Linked DNA regions of Mus musculus: regions 2, 3, 4, 5 and 6 are each linked to region 1. Evidence: chromatin contacts called from public Hi-C, HiChIP or PLAC-seq and promoter capture Hi-C data. All regions are on one chromosome and are shown on one strand. The core of a region is the stretch at or near the end of the contact, and the rest is flanking DNA. Distances in the headings are between cores, read along the strand shown. Region 1 holds the start of Zfp58 (zinc finger protein 58). Region 2 holds the start of Zfp708 (zinc finger protein 708). Region 3 holds the start of BC048507 (cDNA sequence BC048507). Region 4 holds the start of 4930525G20Rik (RIKEN cDNA 4930525G20 gene). Region 5 holds the start of Rsl1 (regulator of sex limited protein 1). Region 6 holds the start of Zfp493 (zinc finger protein 493).

Region 1 (4,798 bases), core at 1,098-3,597:
GTCAGCACAGGAAACTGGAGGCAGAAGCTGTGGAGGAATGCTACTTACTCGCTTCTTCAGCCTGCTTCCTGATACTGCTCAGAACCACCTTCATGGGTGAGGCCCTACTTCCCACTAACACATCAAGAATCAATCATTAATCAAGAAAATACCCTAGGAATCTAGATAGAAGTGTTTTCTCATTAGAGGTACCTCTTCCCAGATAACTACCCTATATTAAGCTGACCAAAAAACAAAAAAGAATCCACTCTTGATGTGGTCCATAACCTGTATGCCAAATAATCACTTTGGTGTTGACCAAGGTGCTTTTGGTCAGGGTATTCTTGATAGCAACAGAAAGGGAAACTGACACAGAGACTAGAAGAATGAAAAGGAAGGGTGCCTCTATTTACAAGGATGTATGTGATGAGGTGGCATATTTACAGTTTGTAGTGTGAACAAGATAACAAGTGGGGCATGCTTAAAAGCATTTCCCCTCTACCACTTACATCTGTAGAGCAGAAAACTGAGCTGGATCTTCTATGATGCCTTTTTTATTTCTTTGAATTAGAATGCTCACAAGCTAGACATTGCTAAATAAAAACTCAATTTAATCTTGTCCAAGAGAGAGAGAGACTTTCAGTATTATCAGCATGTGAAGCATAGGCAGATGACTTGGAACCAAGTAAAGAATAATCATCAAAGTAGTCCAGAAGGTGGACAGCTGTCTTAGTCAGGGTTTCTATTCCTGGACAAAACATCATGACCAAGAAGCAAGTTGGGGAGGAAAGGGTTTATTCAGCTTATACTTCCACATTGCTATTCATCACCAAAAGAAGTCAGGACTGGAACTCAAGCAGGTCAGGAAGCAGGAGCTGATGCAGAGGCCATGGAGGGATGTTCCTTACTGGCTTGCTTCCCCTGGCTTGCTCATCTTGCTTTTTTATAGAACCCAAGACTACCAGCTCAGGGATGCCACCACCCACAAGGGGCCTTTCCTCCTTGATCACTAATTGAGAAAATGCCTTACAGCTGGGTCTCATGGAGGCATTTCCTCAACTGAAGCTCCTTTTTCTGTGATAACTCCAGCTTGTGTCACGTTGACACAAAACCAGCCAGTACAACAGCCAAAAGGCACAAGTTCCATAGGTAAATAGGAAACATTCCATATATGCATACATGGATAGAAAACCTCTGCTTTGTAGAGAGGAACTTGGGAAATATTTGGATTATGTATAACGTCATATAATGCAGTCCATTGAACAACCTTTTAAAGGAGTTACCATTCTGAGCTAGATAAAACTACACAGTCAGGTCATGTGCCTCCCTGTAAAGGATACATTAATGAAGGGTCCTGCACAGCTCTGGGGTGGGGGATCCTTGTTAGTTCATATTGTTGTTCCTCCTATAGGGTTGCAGACCCCTTTAGCTCCTTGGCTACTTTCTCTAGCTCCTTCATTAGGTGCCCTGTGGTCTATCCAATAGATGACTGGGAGCATCCACTTCTGTATTTGCCAGGCATTGGCATAGCCTCACAAGAGATTGCTATATCAGGGTCCTGTCAGCAAAATCTTTCTGGCATATGCAATAGTGTCTGGGTTTGGTGGTTGTATATGGGATGGATCCCCAGGTGGGGCAGTCTCTGGATGGTCTTTCCTTTCATCTCAAGAGCTGAACTTAACTTTGTTCAATTATTAAAACCACCTGTGTGGTCTTGGCCCACTTCCTGTACTGTATGGGTTCCAATGTTCACAGGAATAGTTTTACCAGTTGTAGAATCTGATATATATATGACTCACACCGGGTATCAGTACAGAAGAACAAGAATTATTTATGTAGCATAGTGTTGAGCCAAAGCCATTACACCCAAAGGCTTTTACCTTAAACTAGCTCCCTATCCATCTTATTTAGAAATAAGGTCTCTATAAATAGCCCAATCCAACCTTGGATCCTGGGTCCTTCTTCCATAAGCCACCAGGCAGCTAAGAGCATAATAAGGCACATCAATGCTGGTTTGAAAAATCATCTTTAAAAGATATTTTTTTATTCCCACACTAGTGATTGCTTCGTCGTGCTGATTTTTTTTTTCAAGGAGTAGTAAGATTAAAATCACAACACATGGACAGGAAAGGACCTGAAACCCTAATATTTCTGTCAAAGGCTCGACTCATATTCATATATCTCATGTTGTGGATCTGGAGATGAAAACCAGCCTGACTTCCCAATGGCTGTCAAGCATAGTAGGCTTCTTTCTCTCATACACTCCTGTGGGTTGCCAGTGACAAATCCAGGAACAGCCCTAGCTGATTTCCGGGAAATTCTTCGCACAGACTTGTGGGAATTGTAGTCTGGCCACTGTGTCGTCACAGGGACCTGCTCCGGAAACAGTATTTAATTGAGTCTGAAAGTGTGCTGTTTCTCCAAAGTTGGGTGAGAGTGCTGTCCTGCTCAGCTCTCGAGTTGCATCGCTGACGTAGAGGTTGGTCCAGGGAGCAGCGCAGCCTGAGGCATTGTTCGAGGTGCGGGGATCCATCTGGCAGCGAGTAGAGCAGCGATGGGTGGGAGGTCGGGAGAAACTGACCTGCGCTGTCCTTACATTCTGGTCCATAAAGATACTGGTCAGGGCTGGGGAGAGGGCGTGTCTGACGGTGCCCTGATTGATGTTTGTCAGAACTCTGAGCACAACGCGAGTCTACCGTGGGCTTCTGGGACAGGAGTGCAGGATGGTTGCACGGGAGTGGGGTATGGTGTAAAGATCAGGCTTGGTGGGTCAGCTGACGAACTTGCATCTCAGGCGGTGCTGAGAGCTCACTTTCCCGCTTGGCTGGGGAGACTTTGTTACTAGCTGAACCTCACTCTCAGATGAATCTTGAGGTTTTCTCAGTTCATCTAAAATAGGTGGGTTTTCTGCCTCTCGAGCGTTTCACAGCACGCCGGTATGATCAAGGATTGTCATCGTTTTTCTCGGCCAGTCGGTGAATTAAACGGGTAAGAAAAAAATCAGAGACACAACAGGTCGTAGCTGGGAAATTCTGGGGCACCGTGGACAAATCTACCAGAATCACCTGATAAAGAAAAGCTTTGACTAGGGCTGAGGGAAAACAGGTGCGGTGGGCACATGGAGAGAAGCAACCACTGGCAGGCAGAGTGAGGGGTGGGGAAGCTGATGTCCCGCTTCACCTTCAGGGCTGGCGTTTCTTAAGCCTTTGAAGGGTTCCATCCCTAAGTTTTGGTTGATTACTTTTCAAGAAAGACAGGATGTCTACTTGGCCCACAACTGTTGTACAAACATTCTTCGATCTGGTCTTGAACTTGAGCCAGTCCATTAGCAGGGACCCCCGGAGCAGTGGGGGGAAAGCTCACCTTGTTTTAGGCTGCTAAGCGTTTGTGTGAGGTCAGCAGGGTGAGGGAGAACTTAAAGAACGTTATGCATTTATGTAATTTAAGGTAAACGGACCTCATTCCCATTCTGGAATTCTCCTTGTCTGAAGCAGCCACAGTGGTTTACACCCCTCCCTTGCTTTTCTGCCTCTTGCATGGCTTCTCCTTCCTTACACTGCACATCAAAGTGTGTAGAATGCATCTCTAGTTAGCCAAAACAGAAACCCTGCTCCTGCTCCTCACGTGGGGAATGAGAGCCAGATTTACATGTGGCATCAACCAGTGTACTGGCTAGTTTTGTGTCAACTTGACACAGGCTGGAGTTATCACAGAGAAAGGAGCTTCAGTTGGGGAAATGCCTCCACAAGATCCAGTTATAAGGCATTTTCTCAATGACTGCAACTTTTAAAGCCCCATAAGACAGAGTAATGAAAATCTGTGTTTCTCAAGTTTATCTCATGCATACGTATTTGGTTTCTATTCAATTCTGTCCAAATAACATCTGTAATTTTTCTCAATGGCCTCTGACATCATCACTTAGACGACCAAGACCTGGACGCCATTATCCAGCATACTTCCCCTTCCGAGTTAGTGATCAAGGGGGGAGGGTCCCTTGTGGGTGGTGCCATCTCTAGGCTGGTAGTCTTGGTTCTATGAGAGAGCAGGCTGAGCATGCCAGGGGAGGCAAGCCAGTAAAAAAAAAAAAGTCCCCCCATGGCCTCTGCATCAGCTCCTGCTTCCTGACCTGCTTGAGTTCCAGTCCTGACTTCCTTTGGTGATGAACAGCAGTGTGGAAGTGTAAGCTGAATAAACCCTTCCTCCCCAACTTGCTTCTTGGTCATGATGTTTTGTCCAGGAATAGAAACCCTGACTAAGACAACCAGTAAAACAACATGTCATTCCTTCCTCTTGGGAAAGTAGGTTCCATTGGGAACCTTCCGTTGGGACGTTAGTGCCCTGTAGTGTCCAGTCCCACCTGGTTCTTCTAGAATCTTTTTGGTGTATGCTAACATGTGCAAGTGACGGCTTGACAAGTGGCATTACTGGTTTGCTTGCTACTAACCTTGCTGTGTAACACAGGCCATTCTTGGAAACTCGGAAGGGGAAGTATGCTGGATAATGGCGTCCAGGTCTTGGTCGTCTAAGTGATGATGTCAGAGGCCATTGAGAAAAATTACAGATGTTATTTGGACAGAATTGAATAGAAACCAAATACGTATGCATGAGATAAACTTGAGAAACACAGATTTTCATTACTCTGTCTTATGGGGCTTTAAAAGTTGCAGTCATTGGGTTCATTCAAAATTGTTTTCAAATGCAATGACATACATTGAGGTGTAAAGTGTGTGTCCAGATGGGCTGGCCATCTCCTTAAACCCTACATCCTGTTGCTCATTTCTTTGTGGTATCCACATAAGTCAGTGAATGAGAATGTAAG
Region 2 (4,798 bases), core at 1,010-3,509, 420 kb after region 1:
ATGAACTACATAACGTTCTCCAGTATCAATTATCCCAGTAAAACAAAGGTTTGACTTTAGTGCTTCTGGTCTCTTGCTAATCACAGCAGATTCTTCAGCTCCAGCTAAGAACCACAGATGCTTAACTCAAAATATTCAAACCCACCCCCCCCCCCCAGAGTCTTTGAGAGATTCTCACACTTCCCTCTGGTTGTCTGGATCTTCACCTGACAACCCTTGTCCTCTGTATTTCTCTGAAGATTCTTATCTTGAAGGATCCCATAGAACACTCAAGAGCTTTTCTAGCCCAAAGTTCCAAAATCCTTCCACTATCCTCCCTGAAATAAGGTCAGGTCTATCTGGTCAGTGCCCCACAATCCTGGTACCAACTTCTGTCTTAGTTAGGATTACTATTTCTATGAGGAAAGATCATGACCAAAAGCGAGTTGGGGGAGTGTATTAGGGCTCTCTAGAGTAACAACTTATAAAATGTATGTATGTATGTATGTATGTATGTATGTATGTATGTATGTATGTATGTATGTGTGTGTGTGTATGGGGGGATTTATTCAAATGACTTACAGACTGTTGTCCAGCTAATCTGATGTTGGCTGGCAGAGCAGAGCATAGAAAGTCTAAGACTCCAGTAGTTTGCTCAGTCCACAAGCTGGTGCTCGGTATATGCTGGAATCCCAAAGATGTAGCTATAATGCCCATGAGGGAACGGACTTGCTAGGTAACAGCAAGCAGACAAAGAGCAAAAGCTTCCATCTTCCGTATCTATGTAGCAGTGGTTCTCAATCTTCCTAATGCTGTGAGCCCTTAATACAGTTCCTCATGTTGTGACTCCCCAACCATAAAATTATTTTTTGATATTTTATCACTAATTTTGCTGTTATGAATTGTAATGTAACTATGTGATATGCAGATGATCTTAAGCAACCCCTGAAAAGGGTTGTTTGACCCTCAAGGGGTCATAACTTGCATGTTGAAAATTGCTTTATAGCAGGGCGCGGTGGCACATGACTTTAATCCCAACACTCGGGAGGCAGAGGCAGGCAGATTTCTGAGTTAGAAGCCAGCCTGGTCTACAAAATGAGTTCCAGGACAGCCAGGGCTACACAGAGAAACCCAGTCTCGGAAAAGAAAAAAAAAAAAAAAAAAAAAAGGAAGGAAGGAAGAGAAAAAAGAGAAAATTGCTGTTATATAGACTTCCAGCAGAAGGTGTGGTCCAGATTAAAATTGTTATCTTCCCACCTCAGGATTGGAATTAAAGGCATGTATTTCCACCTGTTGCAGTAATTCCCCAACCCTGATACCCCAATAAGTCTATGCAAAAACCACACAACTCAGTTACATTATTTACAAGCTGCACGCTTAGACTGAGCAGATTTATCACTACACTACTCTATTCCCCAGCTGTGAGATCCCACATTATTTGCTGCCTCTCAGGGCCTTGTGGTTCTGCTCCATCTTCCTCTTATCTTCTCTTCCTCAGTCTTCTTCCTCCCTCGCTCCCTACTCTTCCCTCACTTCCTAAAACCTCTAGCCCCACCTTTCCCTTCCACTGCCCAATCACAGGCTCTAGTCTTTATTTGACCAGTTAGAATGGGGAGAAGGTTCACAGGAAATCACCTGAGTATGTGATCCACTCCTCTCAGGGGCAACCCCTCTTGAGGAAGCTGAATTAACATCAGAATACAAACAGCACCAGGGCAACCCACAACATCTACCTCACAAGTCATGACTAGAAGTGGATCCACCCACTTCAAACAAACAAAAATCCCTCAAAGGTGTCCCTTGTATTTCTTCTGGATTCCATCTAATTCTAGATGTAGTCAAGTACCAAGAATAGAAATCACAGGAGAAAAGAGTTTATTTGGTTTACATAACCTGGATTGCTGTCCATTGGAAGAAGCCAAGGCTGGAATTCAAAGAGGGCAGGAACCCGGAGGCAGGAGCTGCTGATGGTTTTTATTTTAAATCTAGTATAATTGAGTCAATGAGTTTTCCTCCTGCCAAAAGACTCTAGGAACCCCAGAGCTTTTTAGGTAACGTCTTTGATCAGAGTAAGAAGTAAACCTAATACAAGTTGCCGTCAAAGGCTGGATTTATATTCCCACAAGACCTTTGTAAATTTGAGACTTAAAAAGCAGCCTAATCCAGTGACAGGCTATAAATAGTTCTCCCTGACTTTGGTTCAGGGCAGTCCTTCGCGTAGACTTCTGGGAAATGTAGTCTCTCTTAGCATGACTCCGCTAGACCGGACTCTACTCCTCTGTGCTTCCGGTTCATTTTGCTTTTGTGTTTCTCCAAACTCTGCGGCTTTCTCAAAGTTGGAACAGTGTGGCTTGCGCTCCGCGCTCGACATGGAGGTTGGTCCCGGCTGCAGCCTAGCCTTGCAGGCCTCATGAACTATACGGGTGGGCGGGCCCGGGGTGCAGGGAGCCGGGGAGGGCTGGGCGGGAGGCGGAGAGAAGCCCACGTGGTCCTGCAGTGCGGACCTAGGCTTGGCCAGAGTGCAGGGGTGGGGCGCACGCACGGTGCAAGGAGTGATTGCTCTGTTAGGACAGAGCGGCTGACAGAGTCAATCATGTGTTTCAGGGACCTGAGAGGTGGCCTGCTACTGCGAGAATGGAGACTGGAAAGTCTAGGGTTGGTAGAGCAGGGTGGCTTGGCTGACCGTGCCAGAGGCAGGCTGTGATGAGAGCTCATACCCCACCTTGGCTGGGGAAGCTTGCTGTTAACTAGTTTTCACATTGCTGTTGTCAGATCCCTCAGGAAATCTAGAGCAAGTGGGTTTTTCTGGGCCCTCCCGTATTCAATGAGAGGCCCAGGACTCTGATTTTGAGTTCGTGTGGCTCATAGTTTCCAGGACAGTGAGTTCTGCGGGGGAGTTTGGTGTATGGGATGTTCGTCCCGTTTTCTTTGTGATAAATTGTTAGTTTTCAGGGCGGCTCACTTTGGATAGGAATCACTCCTTTACCCACTGTGACAGAACCCTCACATTCACACACCTGTATGAGGAAAAAAAAAAAAATCTCATCGAGGGGGCACTCTGAACTTTGTCCCAGCTATCACTGATCCTACAACACTGCAGAGTGGAAAATACTAGAGATTATTACCACATACAATTGCACCGGAGACTGCGATGTCAGAAATTTGGTGTTGTGTGGAAAGATTGAGAGTGAAGTTGAAGAGCTGTGGCTCACTCAGGGTCCTGTGATTGTATACAGCCAATGCTCACCCTGCCCTTTGTATACAGCCGCTGCTCATCCTGACATTTGTACTGTTTTTGCCACACTTCAGTCAAATTGATTTGTGTGCTGGAGACTGACTTACAGCATTAAAATCTATACCTGAGAAGCATGGGCTTTAAACTACATCAATACCAATACTTTCTATGTATCATCTAACAATCATTAAAATATGGACATTTTCTAATTAATGTCACTAATCTGCAGGAAACTAAGAATGTGCCGTTTTACACTGTTTAAGGTGTGAAAAGTACATTTTCTTGTACCTTAAATCTCGTTTCCTACAATGTAGAGGTGATACAGCAATAAGCACAATTATATTATAGGTCACAACACATAGATGTTTGATATCTATCTATCTATCTGTCTGTCTATCTACACTTTTACTTAATATATTTCTTAAACAGATCTATGATTGAAAATAAAACATCAGTGTATGCTGTGCTGTTTCCTGTTACATCTGCATTTGGGAGGTGGAAGCAGGAAATACAGTCCTTTGGGCATATGCTGAGTCTTATGTTGACTTATTCTTTTAGCTTTTTGTGGGTTCTCCATACTGATTGCCAGAGTTGCTGTACCAAGTTGCAGTCTTAGCAACAGTGACTGGGAGGTTCATTTTTTTCCACTCCTTCCCAGGATTTTTTTTGTCAGTTGTTTTGTTGATCTTAGCCTTTCTGACTGTAGTAAGAAGAAATCTCAAAGTTGTTTTGATTTCCTTGATGGTTAAGGACGATGAACACTTTTTGATGTTTATTTTTTAGCCATTTTTTGTTTCTTCTCTTTAGAACTCTGTTTAAATCCCTAGCTCATTTTTTAATTGTATCATTTATTTCCTTGAACGTTTGTATTTTCAGTTCTTACTATATTTTGGATATTAATCTCTGGACAGATGTGTAGATAACAAAGGTTCTCTCCTATCGTGTAGGCTTCTTCATAGTTGGTTGTTTCTTTAGCTGTCCGGAAGTTTTTAGTTTTATGGAATCCCACCTGTCAGTTGTTGGCCTTAATTCCTGCGCAAATGGTGTCCTTTTAAAGAAAAGTCCTTTCCTGCACCTATATTTTGTAGAATACTGCTTATATTTTCTCCTAGCAGTTTAGTGTTTCAGGTTTCAAATTGAGGGTTTTGACCCACTTGGATCAGTTTGTGCAGTGCAATAGATACAGGTCTAGTTTCATTCTTCTGCATGCGGTCATCCAGTTTTCCAAGCATCATTTATTGAAGGTGTTATCTTTTTTCCTGTGTGTGTGTGTGTGTGTGTGTGTGTGTGTGTGTGTGTGTATTTTTTCTTGCCTCTGTCAAATATCAGATTTAAGCCACCCTACATTTCCAGAATAAAGGCAGCCTGGTCATGGCATATGATCTTATGACATTTGCTTGTATTTGGTTTCCATGATGCTGTCATTCATGGGGTCTCCACTGCAACTGAAGCTGCACCTGCCACCAATGGTGGCCTCTCCTGGCCTTTCACAGTGCTAAGCCCCAGCTGTTTCTCATCACCTTTATGCCTTCAAAATCAGCACCGTGCATCATACATCACACCAAACTCATACATCAGCTGCTA
Region 3 (4,798 bases), core at 1,590-4,089, 360 kb before region 1:
CGACTGAGCCATTTCCAGAACTGGCTCTATTATGGAAATCTATGTTTAAAATAGTATTTCAAATAGTAATTGACTAAATATTTTTGAAGAGTAGTAAGGTATTATTTTAGAAATAAGTACTTATTGCTGATCTTTTAGCTGAGCATGAACGTAAGCAGCCTATTTACTTCGTATAGACACCAGTACACATTTATATTAAGTAACTTTAAAGATTTGTCAAAGAATTGAGATTCTTAATTCCATTTTTTCCTTCGAAGCAACACACACATTTGAAGAAACAAAGCTTTGAAAGCCCTGTGGTTTATCAGTGGTCAGACTTGGGTTTTGTCAGCTGAAAGGCAAACTAGGGCCTCTGGGAGATGGAGAATTGGAGATAACAAAGTTCCCTACCAGAGCTGGGGAGGAGACATGTCATAGACTATCCTCTCCCATAGAAGCTTACTTGTGGTAAAGGTCACACTTGGTCATTCCAACATCATGCTATCCACAAAAAAAAAAAAAAAAAAAAAATCTAAGGCTATCAGCTATAACATTACATAACTAAAGTCCAGGAAACCGTGAGAGTGAGTAAACTTGACCACATTGGATTTTTTTTTTTTAATCAAGAGGGAGGAGAAGAAAGCTGTTGCTACGCCACCCCCCCCACACACACACACCTCAAATACCCATTTACAGCATTCCTTCCCTGTTTTATTGAAATGTTCCATTTGTAGCATCAACATTTAGATTTTGATTAAGTGGAAAACTAAGTTTATGAAACAAATGATCTCATAATTTTTTTTGAAAAGCCCCAACGTTGAGTGTATATACTTTCTTCATACAGACTACGGTTTCTAAAGCCTGAAAACCAAGCTTCGAATAAAACAGGCTCAGTGGTTAAACACACAGGAGTCTAAGTTTGTTCTTTGTCCAGCCTTTCCAGATTAGCTTGGGTAAATTCATTAAGACGGCTCCCTGCTGAGCTATGTCCTCTGCTCATTACACAGAGTCTGTTCCCTCTCTTCCTGCTGACACTGACAGACCAGGGACCTAAAATAGATCCTAATTATTTTCCATTACTCCTCTCTGTTCAAAGCTTTGCATGGTTGTTTTGACTGTGAGACCTCATTAACACGGAGCTCATTAAAACCACAGAGAATGGATGAATCCACAAGAACAAAACTTTGGTTGTGGTAAAGGTATAACGGGCACAAGGTATAAACAGGAAATAAATATGAAAGATGCCATTCTAGCTCTCAGTACAGAAACAATGCCACTCAGACAATACAGTAGGTGACAGTGGCTCCCAGGGTTACAGGGGCTTTCATCCATTGATGAAATCCTCACCTTAGGATCCCCAATTATGGACTTAGGGAAGACAGTTTTCTTTGCTCCTCTTCCCAGTGTGGCCATATTAAATCTCTCCCTTTCAGCTTTAAAAAGGGAGGGAGGGAGGGAGGGAGGGAGTGAGGGAGGGAGGGAGGGAGGGAGGGAGGGAGGGAGGGAGGGAGGGAGGGAGGGAGGGGTAAAGAAAGACACACTAGAAGATATTTTAAATTGCCAATAATATTTTTAAAGATTATTTATTTATTTATTTATCGTGTAGTCAGCATTCTTCCTGCATGTATGCTAGCAGGCCAGAAGAGGGCACCAATTCTCACTATAGATGCTTATGAGCCACTCTGAGCCACCATATGGATACTGGGAATTGAACTCTGGACCTCTGGAAGAGCAGCCAGTGCTCTTAAGCTCCGAGCCATCTCTCCAGCCCTGTTAATAATATTTTGAAATGGAGATACCTCAAGTGTCTTGTCATAAGAAGTATCTTGTGGCCTGAACAGGCAGTGACGCTATCTCGGTGGGCATGAGTGATCTCATTAGCATGTGTTATGATAGACTTCAACAAACAACACTGGATTTACATTCAATCTCTTTATAACCATCCTAAAAGATTTGAAAGACAAATGCATATTTCTTATAGAGAAAACATAGCTCCAAGGCCAACAGTTGTTATTCAAGGTCAAAACTCATAAATAAAAGGAAGGAAAACAGGGCTGGTCTGTTTTCTTGAACTTAATCTCCCCCCCCCCCCGCCGCCCCCCGCCACACCCACCTCCCATGCGCAACCGTGTTAAGATTTTTCTTTTTTTTTTTTTTTTCTTTTTTTTATGGCATCTCCACCAGATTTATTTTTAAAGGAATGACCTAAGGGAGAAAAAACTAGGGTACAGAAGTATGGGCTAGAAAATAAATACAAATGTAAGCTGTTTCACTAATTTTATAACCACAAACTTGTACAGAGAATGAGGCCCTCTACAGAACACAACAGGTTCAGACGAGGCGTTCCCTTAACAAGGCTGAAGATCCGGACTCTGGTATTTGACATTTAGGATGCAGTCAGTCCACGCTTTTACCCAGATTTGAAGAGAAGAATGGCCACCTGACCCAGGTAGAAGTAGACGAAGTGTTTGGTTTCGTACGTCACGTAACTACCGAAGTTCCGGCCCACAATGCAGTGCCAGGTGGGGTTGTACTTCTTGTCAAACTCCTTCTTGATATGGGCCGCAATATCCTTCTCTGTGCTGTACTTCTCCAGCGCCTGGATAGCACACCTCACCGAGTCCTGCTGCATCTCTTCCGACATGTCTACAGTTTTTATCACTGCCTTCCGATCGCACATGGTTACCGCGGAGCAGGGGCCAATCGGCCGCTGCGTGCCCCTAGGGAAGATGCTGGCGGTGCTCAAGCAGCAGCAGCAGACAGCCGGTCCCTGCTGAAGCCGAAGCCGTGGCGCATCTCTTAGCTAAATATTTAACTGTATGCGTTTGCTACCTTTTCTTTACCCCTTCAGGAGCCATTTGGTAGGTGGTTTATTTTGTCACAAAAAGCAAGAAACCGCCTCATTGTGACTGCACAATTACCCGCTGACCCTCTGAGGTGGGGAGCCGAACCCTGGAGACCTGGCTTTTCATGAATCAGAAATTCACATGTGTGAGGAAATGCAGTGGAAGCAGCAGACACTGCTGTTGCTTGAGGGAAATATTTTAAATGAACCGGCCTACTCTCCAATAAAATCAAAACTTTTTTTTTTTTTTTTTTTTGGTTTTTCGAGACGGGGTTTCTCTGTATATCCTTGGCTGTCCTGGAACTCACTTTGTAGACCAGGCTAGCCTCTAACTCAGACTCCCGAGTCCTGGGATTAAAGGCGTGCGCCACCACGCCCGGCGCACTGTGTCTATTTCACGAGGGGGAAAAATGAGCGTATTTCCCTAAGAAACTTCAGAAAGACTGATTTAAACACGCGGGACCTGATGAACCTCTAATGGCTTCATCTTAATTAGTTATACCTGTGATGCTCCTGTTTCCAAATACGGGCACACGCCGGAGCTCTGTGTTCATATTCCTGAAAGATTCAATTAACCCATAACATTTGCTGTCATACCTTGCTGACATGTTCGCAGCTGTGTTCACAGACCTGAAGATGGCACTGTGCATCAGCTGAAAACATTCTCAAACCACCCGCAACAGAAAAATCCGCACACTGCCCACAGCCCTGGCTAATACATGAAATTATATAAAGATTCAGATCATATTTCAATTTGAATTGGATGTACCTACGTTACCATTTTTCCCCCCATTTTACTTATTTGAAGCTTCTGGTTAATTGCAAGTTCCCAGACAAGGTTAAGAGAGCAAGATTTACCCACAGATATGCAAGAAAAATTTCCGAGCCTTTGCAAGTGACTCATGCCTGATACCCCCAACTTTATAACTACTATAAGCTCTTAGTTCTTATCATTTCTCAGCAGTAAATGGGGCCACTGATTAGCAGAAAAGAGCAATCTTCCTGGCTTTGGCAGCCCATTCAACTAATCACAGTACTTGGGAGGCAGAGGCAGGTGGATGGATCTCTGTGAGTTCAAGGCCAGCCGGGTCTACAGAGCCAGTTTTAGGACAGCTGGGGCTACAGAGAAAACCTATGTCAACAGAAACAAAACAGAACAAAACAAACAAACCAAAAACAAAGAGGAGGAGGAGGAGAGGAGGAGGAAGAGGAGGAAGAAGAGGAAGAGGAGGAGGAGGGAGAGGAGGAGGAAGAGGAAGAGGACAGACAGAAATAACAAATCTCTTCCCCATTCTGGGCCCCTTTTCCTTTCTAACTTTTACATTTAAAAACAAAGAGTTAATAGCAATTTAAGCACTTATTAATGTTTAATATGTTCACTATGGCACAGAATTCCAGGAAAAATATGTACATGTCTTATTAATTACATCTCTCAATGCTATCACCCAATGCTTAATAAAAAGCAACGAGAGGAGGAAGGGTTTATTCTGGCTTGCAGCTCAACAGGATTATTCCACCATGGTGGGAAGACAAGGCAGCAGGCAGGGATGATATGGTGGCAGGAAGTGCCAGGTCAGAGTACACATCACACACAGTAAGCAGAGCACAGACAGGAAGTAGGGCCAGCCTGTAAATCTCATGTTCCTGGCCCACCACCTCAGTACTGGCTGCTTTTGTGTGTCAACATGATACAAGTTAGAGTCATCAGAGAGAAAGGGCCCTCATTTGAGGAAATGACTCCATGAAATCCAATGGTAAGGCATTTTCTCAATTAGTGATCAACTGGGGAGGGCTCAGACTATTGTGGGTGGTGCCACCCCTTGGCAGGTGGTCCTGGGTTCTATAAGAGATCAGGCTGAGTAAACCAGGGGCAACAAGCCAGTAAGCAGCACCCCTCCTAGGACTCTGCATCAGCTCCTGCCTCCAGGTTCCAGTCCGGCTTGAGTTCCTGTCCTGACTTCCCCCAATGTTAAA
Region 4 (4,798 bases), core at 1,400-3,899, 330 kb before region 1:
AGTTTTATTTAAAGGGAGAAATATTAAAACTGAATTGTTAAGCATTTTAATTAATAAGTGTACTCCAAGCCTCATGCCCTTGAATTTCTAATAGGAGAAGATACTTCTAACACAGAAAGGTTAAACATACAAAGAGAAAAACAGTGAAGTGGTTCTTAGCTGTACAACAACCTAATTTTTTTAAGGATATGAAATGCTCCTATAAGACATTTTACAAGGTGAGGAAGCTGCATGTTGATGGTGAGATACAAATGCTCTACAGATGCAGTGCTCACCCAGGAACACAAGGTGGCTGTAATTCTCCAGCATCACATCCCTGTACAGATGCCACTGAGCAGGCTCCAGGCATTCCCACTCCTCTGCAGAGAAATCAATGGCCACATCCCTAAATGATAGCATTTCCTGAAATGAAGACCAATGAATGATATCACAGTTTAAATTAATTAAAACCACTAAAATCATTTAAATACCATGATGAACTCTGCTGGATAGTTCTCCCGTCAAGTTGACACTATTATTTGAGAAGAGAAGAATATTTGAAAAAAATGTCTCCAGGAGATTGTCCTGTAGCCAAGCCTATGGCATTTTCCTAATTAGTATTGATAACAAGATATCTACAATATGGGTGGGATCCCACCGGGGAGGTGTTTCTGTATGGTATAGGAAAGCAGGCTGAGCAAGCCATGGAATACCAGCCAATAAGCAGCGTTCCTGTGTGGTTCCTGCGCTGGTTCCTGACTTGAATTCCCTCAGTGATGATCTGTTACCTGAAGATGTCAGCTGAAATGAACCCTTTCTTCTCCAAATTGCCTTTCCTCATGATCTTTATCACAGTGGTAGAAACCTTTACACGGGCATCATGTGCCTGTGGACACAAATCTAGATTCTGTAAGGATGAAAGAGAGCTAGACCTGTTTCTCACATCACTGAGTAATATTCTTCAGACACATCAAAGGTACTCATATGACCTCACAATGGACCCATCTTCAAAGGAAAACAAGGTAAAAGATGCTATAAAACCATGTGGGCTCTATACATTGAAGACAGGTGAAATGTAAAATAAATACATCCACAGAAGCATCCATTTAATGCCATATGCTTATTATAAACCACACAAATAAACAGTTCTCACAACAGAAAGTCCTGGTGAGGGAGAAGGTTCTTGTCAACACTAAATATACACAGCCATGAATGTGAAATTATATGAAAATACAGACTTTAATGAGGTGGCTCTGGCTGTCATCTGGGTTTCTGCATTTGTCCAGAATTCAGCAGCGACACAAAGCACAGTGACAAGGGACAGGAGATGGAGGAGGCAAGGGGTAGAACATTAAAGGAAGAACTCACAGACTAATATCATTCAAGGTTCTGAACATACGGGGAAACCAGCATGCAAAGGACTAATCATACTGAGAATTTAACATAGAACAGAATTCACTGTTCCTTGTCATGTTCCATTTCTGTGTTTTCTCTAATGGGTACTGGTTGATGTTTGTGACATTTCTGAAGTGTGTTTTACACATTTGACAGCATGTATCAGTGTGCTGTAGTTGAGCAGCATGTTTGCTATGCTGTCTAATTATTTCAAAATTTTTTAATTTCTATATTCATGTCTTATTGAATAATGCCCCAGATTGGCCAACGAGAATAGTCATATTATTTTTTTATTTATACATGAAAATATCAGCAGTTTATGTATTAGTGGGGTCCTTTAAAATAATTGTATAGATAAGCTTTGATCATTTTTCTAAGTATTGTTGTGCTCAACTCAAACAGTATGTTATCGGATTCTAAGATGTAGCCCACATGATCCTTATACACATCCAGCATTCAGGGCAACAAGACTGCAAGCTTCTCTCTCTCCCACTGTTCCAGAGCGTCCATTACTCAGGAAGGCCCAGAACCTTGGCTTCCTGACATCAGTAGTCCATGGTAAAAAATATTTGGCCTCCTTCTTCTATAAGTTACAACTCTGTATTTTTAGTTTAAAAATAGCTCAACAATTTCAGTGTGAGATGAGAACATGCTGACACTCTGAGTGTCATGGTGAATAGCTTCAATCCCAAGATGAGGGAGGCAGAGGCAGGAAGATCCCTGTGAGTTCTAGTTCAGCCTGGTCTACAAAGTAAGTTCCATGAGAACCAAGAGAAATTCTGTCTAAAACACAAACACAAAAACAAAAAACAAAAACAAAAAGCAAAACAAAACAACAGGCTGAAATAACCATTGTGGGCCAAGGACACATCCTGTGTTTGGGGATCACTAACATCTCTAGGGCACGAGAGCAGCACGCAGTGTCCAAAGGAAACCATCACCTAGGGCACAATCCTCATCGTCCCGACATGCAACGTCACCTGTCCCAGCCGGTACAGCAAGGCAGGTCCAAGCAGCAGCTTCTGCCCTCCCACCCAGTTCAGTTTCGCTCCCTCTGAGACAGAACCGGGAACAGAGACCCAGGCTATGTTGTTTTCTGAACCAACCTCCACATCACAGACGACAGGAATGTAACGGCCACACAGGACTCTCGCAAAACTTTGGGGAAGACCCCTCTGTTAAGCAAAAACCTAGTGGGGGGTTTACCGGTTAGCTCCCTGTGACGTCACAGTATCCAGACTACATTTCCCAGAAGTCCGTGCGAAGGGATTTCTGTAACCCACCGAAGGTGATTTCTCTGGTTCCAGAATTTGTCCCTGGCAACCCAAGAGAGAGAATAGAAGGAAAGAAGCAGTCTGCAGCACATTCTTGGGGAGTCGGGCTGGTTTTCCCCCCTCCGGATCCACAACAGGAGATAACGTGAATGTGAGTCGAGTCTGTGACAGAAATCTTAGGAGTACAAGTCATTTCTGGGCCATATGTTGTAATTTTAATCTTACTTTAAAAAAGAATCACGCTGACCCTGTTGTGTTTTTAAATAAGGAAGCAATACACTAATGTGGGAAAGAAAATCATCTTAAGATTCATTAATATTTTTTAACTCCCAGCGGCTCTTGATGCCTCTTTGGTTCTCACGCTCACTGAGAATGTCTTGTTGGAGATGGCAGCAAAATTCTCATAAACTTACAAAATATTTGTCCACTCCCATTCCTAGTAGGCTTTCAACTCTGGCACATTTGACATTGTTTTGAATCTCATTATTCATCACGGTCATATCCCATGGTTGAAAATATTGCCAGTATTTTTTCTTTTGGTTTTTCGAGACAGGGTTTCTCTGTATAGCCCTGGCTGTCCTGGAACTCACTTTGTAGACCAGGCTGGCCTCGAACTCAGAAATCCGCCTGCCTCTACCACCCCCACCCCCACCCTCACCCCCCACCCCCCAGTGCTGGGATTAAAGACATGCGCCACCACACATTTTCTCTCCTCACTCACTCATGAGATCCTTGGGTGTTTGCTAAGTGTGCTGTTACCTTAAAGGAACCCCATGCAAGGTGAGTAGATTGGACTTAGTGCTGCTTTTTAGTGCTCACATCCTGAGGTAAGGGAGGCAGGACTTGTCCACCTGTGGTGACTGCAGGAGCCTCCTGAGCAATAGCTGCAGCCTTGGCAGGAGTGGGGCTTCTGGTCTGCACTTCTTTATCTTTCTGAGACCTCAGCCATCAGGAAAGCTAACCAGCCATGGAGGCCAGGAACCAACCTCACTAGGTCCAGGGGTTTGGAGCCATGATTTCTGTGCCAGAGGGTGCCTTACCTGTTTGTTTCTCAAGTTAAGAGAAGCTTTACTGGTTCCTAATGCCTGTTGTCTCTGCTAGAACTCAAAGCCTGCTTCCTCTGAGATAGCACTCCCTCTGTCTCTGAGATTCCTTTGCCTTATGCCTGTGGTCTGCTTTTGTTTCTGCCCCAACGTGCCTAGATTTGGGAGGTGACCTATCCCCCACAGATATCGTAACTACTGGCTATGAATGAAACTATACCCCTGCATTCTCAATTGTTAAGCTCTGCTGGCAGCATCTAGCATTGGCTGGATATAAGGTACTGTCCTTACTATCACCCACAAAACCTGCCTTGTACATGTAAATATTTGTCACTTCCTGCGCAAAAGGAGTATTCTCTGAGATTGTCATGTTAATGAGCAAGTTGCCCCAGGGAGGTCCTGGAGTTTTCATTGACTTTATCCAGAAAGTAACTTTAACTTATGGACAGGGCAGTCCTGCTGCTAATTGGGGCAGAGGGATGGAAGCAGAATGGAGCAGGGCAAGGAGGCCAGGTAGAGCCATAAAAATGAGGGACTGCCCCATGCAACAGCCTTACACTATATGGATGTCTCTGTGTCTTTATTATTGAACCCCGTGTGGGGTGCCCAGAAGCCTCCACAACACACACACACACACACACACACACACACACACACACACACACACACACACACACACACACACACGAGAAGCACTATCACTATCACTACAGGATACTGACACCTGCTGGGCATGGAGGTGCACGCCTTTAATCTCAGCACTCGGGAGGCAGAGGCAGAGGCAGGATTTCTGAGTTCGAGGCCAGCCTGGTCTACAAAGTGAGTTCCAGGACAGCCAGGGCTATACAGAGAAACCCTGTCTCAAAATAAATAAATAAAAATAAAGAAAGAAAAGGATACTCACACCTAATAATAATTTGGAATATATAACACAGTAACCTAAAGGATTCTAAATGTTCTAAATGTTGTTACCATAAAAATCATAATTGTTTGAGGAGCTAGATTTGCTATTCTTACTATTATATAATTGACAAGTCTATTGAAACCACATTCTACAGCATATATGTTGGAGATTGGGCCTCAGATAGTAGGGGAAGGTTTAGGGGT
Region 5 (4,798 bases), core at 694-3,193, 330 kb after region 1:
AGCACTGCTTCCTCCATTCTGCATGGGTGTTTGTCTGCTGTCCTGAGTACAATCTCCTGTGAGCCTCTGGGGTGGAGGTCCGGGGACCTGTAAACAGGATACCGTTTTGTGTGGGTTTTAGCCAATACAATTAACAGCAAACATTGCAGGGGAATCAGAGACTTGCAAAATTCACTTTCTATGGGGAAGAAATGCAAATAATGTCTGACCTGAGGCAGGAACACTTCCACCCATTAACAATTACTACATATTCTTCCAATAACTGGGAGCCCGATGGTTACATTCCACTCAATGGAAGCCCATCCTAGAAGAAGTCTAGAGCAACAGAAAGGACAGCACAGATGTTTTAAGAACTCTTGCATCTCCTGACAGTGACAGAGATATATTTTCAGAGTTGGGCAGATCTAAAGATTAGCAGGACATTGGTGGGAAGTCAACATGAGAGGCAAAGAGAGGGCTGGATTCCTGATCAGGTTCCAAACAATACAGACTTCCCATTCCCTACCAGCCTGTCTATACTACACAGTGCTTAAAATACATACAACACAGATCACGAAGCAGCAACTCCTAGGTTGGGTCAAGAGTCAAAGAGTCTCTGAGTATGGAGTGAGGATTAAAGACAGGAGAGGCAGAAAAGATGCAGAGCCAAGAAATAGACTTGGGAGGATTGCTGGTCAATACCACAGCAGCCTCGAGTTTATTTTTCACCGCCCTTTTATACCTCATATTACCATGGGAAGCAAAGTTACAAGATAACAGAAACAATGGCAGAAATATACACAATGTCCATAAACTTCCTCAACAAGTCCAAGCCCTGATAATGTCATGTTGACCGGAACCATTTGGGGCCAAGCGGACACTCTCTTTTTAAAAAATTCTCGGGGCTGGTGAAATGGCTCAGCTGTTAAGAGCACCGACTGCTCTTCCAAAGGCCCTGAGTTCAAATCCCAGCAACCACATGGTGGCTCACAACCATCTGTAATGAAATCTGATACCCTCTTCTGGAGTGTCTGAAGACAGCTACAGTGTACTTACATATAATAAATAAATAAATATTTTTTTAAAAATTCTCAACTGTAAAGTAGGGATGGAGGTCCTGTCAAGTTTAGTAAACACAGCCCTCAAGGTGAAACATGGTGTGAGCTCCTTTTGATCCCACTCTGCCTTGTAGACATTCCTGCCTGTGTGTCCACTGCATGTGTTTCTTCAACCCTAGTCCAAGATTTTCCGTGCATTCAGACAGATATGTTGGCTATGTCCCAGAATTCCCCAACACGACAGCTGTTGTAACTCGGATTTTTCCTCTCTTAATTCTTTACTGGCAGCGAAAAATGAACACAGTCAGACCTCAAGGCCATTGCTATAAGCTGGCTACAGAGTACACGGGGACCAGAAACCCTTTTACTCTAAAGACACAAAGGACTCTGGCAGCATCCAGGTGAGATGGGGGCAGCCAGGGACGCGCGCTTCCAGCAATGCAGGTCTGTGAGCTCTGGCACTCTCTCAGGAGCAGGTAGTCAGCTCATCACCATTAGTTTGCAATCTAGTCCTCCACTACCAAGCTGCTCCAGTGTACCAGAGAACCAAGGCAGACTCGGGCTGCTCTCGGTGTTCTAAAGGAAACCTTCACTCAGGACACAATCCCAAAAGGCCAGTCCCCTCACTCCAAAACTGCAGCCTCAGTGGCCCCAGCCAGTTCAGCACAGCCAGTCCTGGCAGCTGCTTCCGCCCTCCCACCCAGTCCTCAAGCGCTCCCTCCAAGACAGAGCCCAGCTCCCGGCACTGAACCCCAGGCTATGCTGCTTCCTGAACCAACCTCCTTGACACAGATCCCGCACAGAGCCCCAGGCTACGCTGCTGCCTGGACCAACCTTCTTGTCAGAGACAACTGGAATAGATAGCCGCATACGATTTCCGCCCAACCTTAAGAAAGACGCACGAGTACAGACCTGAACTCAGAAGGGGATTTCCTGGAAGGCTCCCAGTGGTCACAGTGGTGCGGACTACATCTCCCAGAAGTCTGTGCGAAGGAAATCCCAGAACCCAGGGTGGGTGAAGTCTACTGTTTGGAGAGTTTTGTGGATGGGAACACACAGTTGAAGGTGCAAGGAGGAAGCCTTATCTGCAGAAAAGCTGTGGGTAATGAGATTGGTTTTCGACCCCAGAACCACATCGGAGATGTATGGATTTGAGTCAAGCCTTTGACAGAAACTTTTGGCTTACAAGTCATTTCTAGTAGTAATTTTAATATTACTACTTCCTGGCCGGGGGGGGGGGGACGGGACGGGGGGCACGTTGACTTAGTTGTTCGTTAAATAAACAAAGCAATACACTAACCAACGTGGCAAGGAAAACTAACTTTATAAAATGTTTGAAACCAGCCTTGGCGTTCCTGACTATGCTCCTAGCTCCTCAGTGGCTTTTGACAAATGGACTTGGGATACAAAGCTGGCTTGGTGTCTGCCCCAACAAACTTGTATACTGTTGTTTGTGTTTCTACTTTTTGAATATATAGAAACAATTCCTCCAGGGCATTGCTAATATTACACATACAGAAACACATGCTGTTTGAGCAGGCCAAGGAGGTTGACTCTGAAGATAAAATTTGACATCCCCATGCCACACCCAAGCATGTGTGTATCTAACATTCCTCTAAATCTCTTGTCCTGAGTTAATGCCCCGGACTCTCAGACATTGGAAAGAAGATCAACAAGAAGCCCATGGAGGCATTGATTAAAACCAGCTAACAGGCTACCTATGTCCAACAGAGACTACTACTGTTGATCTGTTGGTAGAAAGGTGTCTGTAATAAAAGCAGGTCACACATCCAGTCATTTCCCCTACTTGTTGTATGCAGGTGAGACATAAATGCACAAGGCTTTGAGTTGTACTGTAGAAACAAGAGTGTACAGAGCACAAACATTTTAAAGTGGTATACACCCTCACCACAATAGTTGAGTAGCCTGCAACTAGGATTTCCTTCTGAGAGCCCTCAGAAATCAGTGTACATGGGGCTGCTAACAAAACAGCCAGGGGATCACATGGAGTCAAAGCCTTGTCCATTCCTTAGATCCTGTGAACTAAAGGCAGGTACTAAAAAATCAGCTGCAGTGGAGTCTACTCCACTGTGGAACACAGACCCAAAGTAGCCTCTAAGACTACATAAGCATAGACTTAAGAGTTCAATCAATGTATTTTACTTATCCATCGAAATATATAGGGTGAGCATACCAAGTGATGATAGGCAATGCACGCTTAGAAACATCGGTACAGAAGATCAAAGAACAAAGGAAAAAAATCTTGAATCCACAAAATTGTGAAAACTTATTGATAAGGTATTAAACACACAATCCCAGTGGCATGGTTTAATCTTTGAATTCTGTATCCACAAAAGGCATGCATTTTAAATCCTTATTATTGAGTATGTGATAGGAAAACATTTGAGAAATTTTTCATCCTTCACAAAGAGCTCTTGGGATGAGTTTCATTAGCATGAGCGTAAGCGATTTGAGATGCACTTAAGTGTAATGTTAGTCTTTCACAATGATTTCATACTTAGGTCTGCAGAAAAGTGCACAGATGTTCAGATGTGTGCAAACATTGCAAAGACTCCAAAGGGACCAAAGGAGCCAAAGGGACTCCATTCTGCCTGAGTTTTATCTAACTGGTCACCCAAGCTAACCAATAGTACAGATAAAATGTTGCCATGCGGCCTCCAAACCTGGAGCTTTGGAAGATCCACTGTTTCAATTGTTTGACCCAAGGGAATTGACACTTGAAGTTTCAGGGGCTGGGCTGCCCTGGTATGATGCAATTGTGGGTTTGGCTTTATACACCAGATCAAGTCGGAGCCAAAGTGTCCCGAAATGACGAATGTATTTGCTGTCACCAAAACCCGACCTAGTGCTTCTGGTCCTCCAAGGAGGTAGGTAAAGATGTATTTTGTCTGGTAAAGATTCTAGTAAGTAGACAAACTGCTGACAGGGAATCCTTCCCTGCATCTCCTTCTAACATCTAAGCTAAAGATGTTGAGTTCAGGCAAATCCATGTATTATGCCATTTCTGTGGATGCTGCAGTGAATGACTGAAAAATCCACCTGATGTATGCTGTCTCAGCTATTGTTCTGTTTCTTACACTTGTTCCTCAGGGCCACTGTCTGAGCTCACTTTAGAACTAAGGCAACTGGAAGCTATAGAGTTCCTCTGTTCTCCTGTCTGGGCTCTAGGAGAGATGCCAACGTCCTTGCTGAGGTTGCTTTAGTGGTCCTCCACGAAAGTCCATGTCCGCTTCTCAACGCACTCATGCCCAGCACCAAGTTCCCCTTATGGTCTTGTCAAAAGTCTAAACCTAGTAACTCCCTACCACACTTGCCCAAAGGGATCCTTTGGCTGCTGGGACTGAGCTATATAATCTCACTGACCCATTCATATACTATAAAAGCAAAGTAGTGTCAGGATCACCTCTACTGCAGAACATAGGCTACTGAGGTAACCACCAGGCCAGGGGCTCCACAGTGGGAAGAGGCAGGGACCCATGCATGACAGAAGTCTAGCCAGCCTGTAGGTCCAGGACTCAAGCTCACTATGGACAAGGGTTGAAGCCATTTTTTGGTGGGAAGAGTCCTCTAGCTGCCCTGCTTGTTTGGGTGATTGGAGATGAAAGTGAGGTTGGGTCCTTTTGCAAACCTTATTCCTCTGAGGAGTGTGTGTGTGTGTGTGTGTGTGTGTGTGTGTGTGTGTGTGTGTTTGGGGCTCCACTGTCTTATGGCTGAAGTTGGCCTTTGTTTCTGCTCCAGCA
Region 6 (4,798 bases), core at 1,419-3,918, 280 kb before region 1:
TTTACGTCTACCTACACCTCACTATCTTGTTACATAGATGAGCTCACTCTAAAGGTTGGGGGTCATTCACCTAGTTTCAGATATTTAGCTTAATCTTTTATATTAAATTTATCTAATTAAATCTATCCAATCAATTTATGGTGTAAGAGACACAGTCTTGTCCTTTGTTCTTTATTTAGTGTCAATTACCATTCTTTTGTGGTGGCAGTTCCACAGCATCATGAGAGCTATGTATAGATCATCTACATCACAAGAACTATTTATAGATCATCTACTTTAAAAGAGGATTGTTGGAAGGTTGATGGACTAACATCACTGTGAAATCCTGAGGGTACAGTTATGCTGGTTGCAATAAGAAAAGCCCACCTATACGTTTGCACATACACCTTCTTGGTTTAATAACTTTTCTATTGTAATAAAACATTACAACCAAGACAACTTTTTTAACGGGGTAGGGTGGGGGTGTTGTTTTGAGACAGGGTTTCTCTGTACAGTCCTGGATATCCTGAACTTGCTCTGTAGATCAAGCTGGACCGGAACTCAAAGATCCATCTGCCTCTGCCTCCTGAGTCCTGGGATTAAAAATGTAAGCCACCACTGCCCAGCACCCAAGGCAACTTATAAAAGATTTTTACTGGGCTTATGGTTTCAGAAGATTACAGTCCAGAATAGTGAAATGCTAGCAGGAATTGCTGAGAGCTCACATCTTGATCCACAAGCAAGAGGCAGAGCTCTGAGAGAGGGTAGGAGTCTTTCTGACATCTCAAAGCCTGTCCCAAGTGACATATTTCCAACAAGGCCACGCCTACGACTCCTTCTCAAGCAGTTCCACCAAATGGAGACAAAGCATTCAAAGAAGAGCCCAGGGGCACCATTCAAACCACACCTTCAGACTGGGCTTTGGGAGTGGAGGTGTCCTGTATCCTGGAGTCTGCTGCATAGTATGGTTGTCTTCTACTGACTACATGTAAATGAAGTAGAATAGAAAGACAGGAGAAGTTAAGATCTGGGAAGAGAGATCCCCTCACTTGAGTTTGAAGCTTTTCAGCAGCTGAAAGTCAAACATTTTGACAGCTAACACTCAATGTGAAGGTTTCCAGCAGAGGCAATATTTGTCTTCCTTAGTAATACTTTCAAATAAAAATGTTACAATAGCCATGAATAGGGCTGGAGAGATACCTGAATGGGTAAATACGGACTGCCAGAAACTCTGTCAGTTAATAACAGAGTTCAATACCCAGAACTCACATGGTGGAAAGGGAGAATGACTCCCAGAAGATATCCTCTGACCTTGTAGGTCCTGCCATGTCAATGTGGCACAAACCAATAATCCTAGTCCTTGGGAGGTAGAGGCAGGAGGATTAGGAGTTCAAGGCTGGCTTCATTAAGGTGCTTACAAGGTGCCAGTCACAGGGCCCTGAGTGATCAGAGCTCCTCAATTCCATCTTTTTGTCTCTCTGACACACTGTAAGTACTTGGGTGAGTTTGTCTAGAACTGTTTGGGGAGGGTTAGGGAACCTAGATGCCACATTCTTCGATAAGAGTTGGTTTAGGTGAGTTTAGACACTGCAGATGATATGCAAAGACAGAACAGCTGGCCATTAAAGAGCGATGAAGACCGACCTCTTAGGATGCAGTATTATTTCCTCCCCCAGAGACATTTCAGCCCCCTCTCACCTGTAACCAACAGCCCTGTACCCACGCCTATTCTCACACCAATTTGTTTCTCCATTTTGAAAAGGAGTCCAAACGCAGTCTCCGAAGGTACTGGCTGATCTATTATTTTCTAGTACTTTTCACTCTACACTACAGAGTGAACTACTTGGTTGACACAAAACTCAAATCTTTCCCTTTAAGGGACTATTCTGCCCTCATTCATATAGGAGTGTTAGTCTTGGGGTTGACGTCACAACAGTGATCGCGAAGGACTTCTATTCAAAATAGTTCATAAATCTAACAGTTCATTACCAAGAAAATGGAACCAACATTCCAAACACCAACCGCCCTCCCAAAACTCCCTTCACTTGCAAATAAACAAGGTTATGAACTTTTGTCAACTCCAAGAGTCCTGGGCCAGCTATAAAGTAAAGAAAGCACCACACACCCAGTTGGTTCTAGATTTCCTGAGAAATCTGACTACAACCATGTGAGCCTGAGTCAGCTAGAGAGCAGAGTTTCCCCAGCCAAGCAGGAGAGTGCGCTCCCAGTCATAGCCTCAGGCTGTCATCAGACACCAGTCAGGGTGAAACCTGCCAGGACTTCCAGCAGTTCTCACTCCTGGGTCCTGAGCCAGCTCTCCTGCGCAGGGTGGACTCCAGCAGTAGCCTCGTGCAAGCAAAACGGTCACTCTCAGAGCCGACCCCATTGCCCTTTCCGCAGCTCTGACCTGGATCCAACGTGGGGTTGGTCCAGCCTAGGTCAGCACAGCACCCCCAAGTCCGCTTCTTCCCACCTCCCATCCACAAACCCTCGCCATCCATTCCGGACCCATCACCACGCGGACCCTCACGCCTGCAGGGCAGCGTTGCACCCTGGACGAACCTCCATGTGAGAGATGCAAACCGAGTACTGAGCAAGACCTTTTTCTTGCTCAACTTTGGGAAAGATGCAACTATGCAGACCGAGAGTAGAAACGTGGTTTCCTGACTGGCTCCTTGTGACGTCATATGGGCAAGACTACATTTCCCACAACTCTATGCGAAAGAAATCCCTTAGAGTGTAAGGGGTTGGGAGGAAGCAGTCAGTTTGTGTCCTGGTACAACCACAGGGAGCCAGTTGGCTTTTAAAATGCTAAATTTAAACCGGGCAGTGGTGGCGGCGCTAGCTTTTAATCCCAGCACTTGGGAGGCAGAGACAGGCTCTGAGTTCGAGGCTAGCCTGGTCTATGGAGTGAGTTCCAGGACAGCCAGGGCTACACAGAGAGGGGGGGGAAATGCTGAATTCAGTACAGGACACGTTTAAATGTAAATTGAGCCTTTGGCAGTAACCTTTAATAGGTTTGCAACTTATTTCTGTTCAATATGTTGCGATTTAAACTCAAAAGTGTACTTATTATGGAATCTTCTACATGTAAAGTTCACACTGATTCAATATTACTATAAAATAACTATATGTGACCTTCCTTGTAGTCGAACTGCTCAGGAACTTAAGACAGGAGGATCCCAAATCCAAGGCTAACCTGGGCCAAATAAAGAGACCTTGTTTCAAAATACAATGTACAAGTAGGGTTAGGGAGCAAGGGGTAAAGCCCTTGACTACAGTGGAGGCTTGGCTTAATACCAAGCATTACATATGCATAACTACTCCTTGTTCACCTGTGTGAGCCATACATGGATAAGACTCCACAACTGGATAACGTTTTCATGTGAACACTGGAAACTTCCATACAGTGAAGGGCATGGATCAGGGACACAGCTGTTTTAAATCATTGGACAAAGTTAAACATCCAGCTCTCTGATGTTAACTTACGAAGAAATCCTGAATTTATCTCAGGATCTTTTTTTGGTCTGTCTGTAAGTAGAGTGCACACATGTTCATCCACTAATTTGTGCTATACAAGAGCTTCATCCTCTTCTACCTGGTTTTTCATGAATGCAGGCAAGTATTGTTGGGGACAAGAAAAGAAACGTATTCTAAGTACTATGACGATTTCACTTTCAGATTTCATTAAATTCTAGAGAGAAACTAAATTCATAGTTCCAGGCCCTAGGGGAGCTGGGGACTTCCGTATAGCTGAATAGCTTCTGTTTTAAACAGTTGTCTGAGTCCAGCCATCTCAAGGGCAACTTCTCCATCTTGCTGGCAGGGTCATACAAGTTCATGTTCCCAGGCCCGTAAAGAACAGCTATCACTCACTTTTCCAAATGTTTTCTTAATTTGTTAACAGCTGTGTGTGTGTGTGTGTGTGTGTGTGTAGAGAGAGAGAGATTGCTATTATTTAAACCATGGTTTTACACACACACATATATACTACATACAGCTGACCCAGTCCTTTGTCTCCTTAGCACTCTAAGCTCCTAACCACTCCAGACCTAATGTCTAGGAGAACGAATTAAGGACCTTGAAGCCAAGTGCCCTGGATACCGCCCAGTCTCCAATGGTACTCCTTTGTTTAACCCATAATGTCAAAATACAATTGGTTAAAAGTGCAGCTCCCCTCCCCTGGTCCCCCCTGTTTTGTGTTCCCATCCTTTAAAAATGTTGTTCAAACTCCCTTTGGGAGGCAGTTCAGATTCCAAAGTGACTGCCTCCTCGAGGCTCTGAAAATAAAGCTTCATTTTTTAAGTTTTCATATCTGAAGTGAGTTTTCTCAGCTTCCACCCCAAACCCAACAGTATTCACTAGCAGGTGTGCTAGGAGCTCATGCTTACTTCCCCTGCTCCTCTCCCAAGTGGAGGGACACAGTTCCAGGGATCATACTGTGTGTGCAATGACTCCTGTTCCATCATCGATTGGAATTCCCCATGCAGAGGCTTGCTTGATCTGCCATCATCAGTTTCCTTTCTTTTCGGATCCTGAAATTATTCCTATATGACAATGGTTAGAAAGTCAAGAGCATATGCCTCAAACTTCCCTCAGTTCCTCCAAATCAGGACAGAGGAACGATTCTTCCCTGGATGCAAGGCTATCAGAAATAGCTTCCTAGGACTATCAAGTGAGTTCATTGGAAAAAGCCAGATTGGCATTACAGAGTATTGAGTCCTCCTAACTCCTAGCAGGAATATTTATTCCTGGGAGCATCATGTCAGAAACCAAAGCACAAAGCACTATCAGAAGGAAGAGTCCGTGCAGCAGAAGA

Evidence for each region. Promoter capture Hi-C pulls out the DNA fragments that hold promoters and counts their contacts. A called contact is a pair of places that touch in the nucleus more often than the background predicts. HiChIP or PLAC-seq counts read pairs in DNA pulled down with a chosen protein or histone mark. Capture Hi-C pulls out chosen DNA fragments and counts their contacts.
Region 2: a promoter capture Hi-C map of liver shows a contact between it and region 1. The contact joins the promoter of Zfp708 here to the promoter of Zfp58 in region 1. A contact is called at or near these places in 2 of 39 promoter capture datasets (cranial neural crest and neural stem cells), 2 of 484 Hi-C or Micro-C datasets (Sertoli cells and uterus), 5 of 115 datasets of contacts at active chromatin or transcription factors (bone marrow-derived macrophages, embryonic stem cells, memory CD8 T cells and 1 more) and 3 of 9 other capture datasets (adipose tissue, liver and macrophages).
Region 3: a contact with region 1 is called in an H3K4me3 HiChIP or PLAC-seq map of bone marrow-derived macrophages, with 5 times the contacts expected there. The contact joins the promoter of BC048507 here to the promoter of Zfp58 in region 1. A contact is called at or near these places in 20 of 39 promoter capture datasets (the 3T3-L1 cell line, 3T3-L1-derived adipocytes, the HPC-7 cell line and 10 more), 1 of 484 Hi-C or Micro-C datasets (embryonic stem cells), 6 of 115 datasets of contacts at active chromatin or transcription factors (bone marrow-derived macrophages, embryonic stem cells and stem cell-derived neural progenitor cells) and 2 of 9 other capture datasets (embryonic stem cells and liver).
Region 4: a contact with region 1 is called in a promoter capture Hi-C map of neural stem cells. The contact joins the promoter of 4930525G20Rik here to the promoter of Zfp58 in region 1. A contact is called at or near these places in 1 of 39 promoter capture datasets (neural stem cells), 6 of 484 Hi-C or Micro-C datasets (adipose-derived mesenchymal stem cells, bone marrow-derived macrophages, embryonic stem cells and 2 more), 8 of 115 datasets of contacts at active chromatin or transcription factors (bone marrow-derived macrophages, embryonic stem cells, memory CD8 T cells and 1 more) and 4 of 9 other capture datasets (adipose tissue, embryonic stem cells, liver and 1 more).
Region 5: a contact with region 1 is called in a Hi-C map of Sertoli cells, with 4 times the contacts expected there. The contact joins the promoter of Rsl1 here to the promoter of Zfp58 in region 1. A contact is called at or near these places in 1 of 39 promoter capture datasets (embryonic stem cells) and 2 of 484 Hi-C or Micro-C datasets (B cells and Sertoli cells).
Region 6: a contact with region 1 is called in a promoter capture Hi-C map of embryonic stem cells, with 10 read pairs. The contact joins the promoter of Zfp493 here to the promoter of Zfp58 in region 1. A contact is called at or near these places in 14 of 39 promoter capture datasets (the 3T3-L1 cell line, the HPC-7 cell line, cranial neural crest and 7 more), 1 of 484 Hi-C or Micro-C datasets (embryonic stem cells), 7 of 115 datasets of contacts at active chromatin or transcription factors (bone marrow-derived macrophages, embryonic stem cells and memory CD8 T cells) and 3 of 9 other capture datasets (adipose tissue, liver and pancreatic islet).

Annotation. Positions count from the first base shown.
Region 1 is chr13:67,498,071-67,502,868 of GRCm38.p6, reverse strand. Zfp58 (zinc finger protein 58) reads left to right here and starts at 2,347. Exons shown (of 4, transcript NM_001007575.2): 1 at 2,347-2,498.
Region 2 is chr13:67,079,006-67,083,803 of GRCm38.p6, reverse strand. It overlaps Zfp708 (zinc finger protein 708), which reads left to right and starts at 2,259. Exons shown (of 4, transcript NM_001012448.2): 1 at 2,259-2,354. The coding sequence starts at 2,349.
Region 3 is chr13:67,861,367-67,866,164 of GRCm38.p6, reverse strand. BC048507 (cDNA sequence BC048507) reads right to left here and starts at 2,839. Exons shown (of 1, transcript NM_001001185.3): 1 at 2,242-2,839. The coding sequence starts at 2,659. The coding sequence ends at 2,390.
Region 4 is chr13:67,828,836-67,833,633 of GRCm38.p6, reverse strand. It overlaps 4930525G20Rik (RIKEN cDNA 4930525G20 gene), which reads left to right and starts at 2,649. Exons shown (of 3, transcript NR_045194.1): 1 at 2,649-2,799. Gm10037 (predicted gene 10037) reads right to left here and starts at 2,528. Exons shown (of 4, transcript NM_001309374.1): 1 at 2,481-2,528; 2 at 276-402. The coding sequence starts at 399.
Region 5 is chr13:67,170,327-67,175,124 of GRCm38.p6, reverse strand. It overlaps Rsl1 (regulator of sex limited protein 1), which reads right to left and starts at 1,943. Exons shown (of 4, transcript NM_001013769.1): 1 at 1,872-1,943. The coding sequence starts at 1,907.
Region 6 is chr13:67,777,563-67,782,360 of GRCm38.p6, reverse strand. Zfp493 (zinc finger protein 493) reads right to left here and starts at 2,668. Exons shown (of 4, transcript NM_028402.2): 1 at 2,542-2,668. The coding sequence starts at 2,547.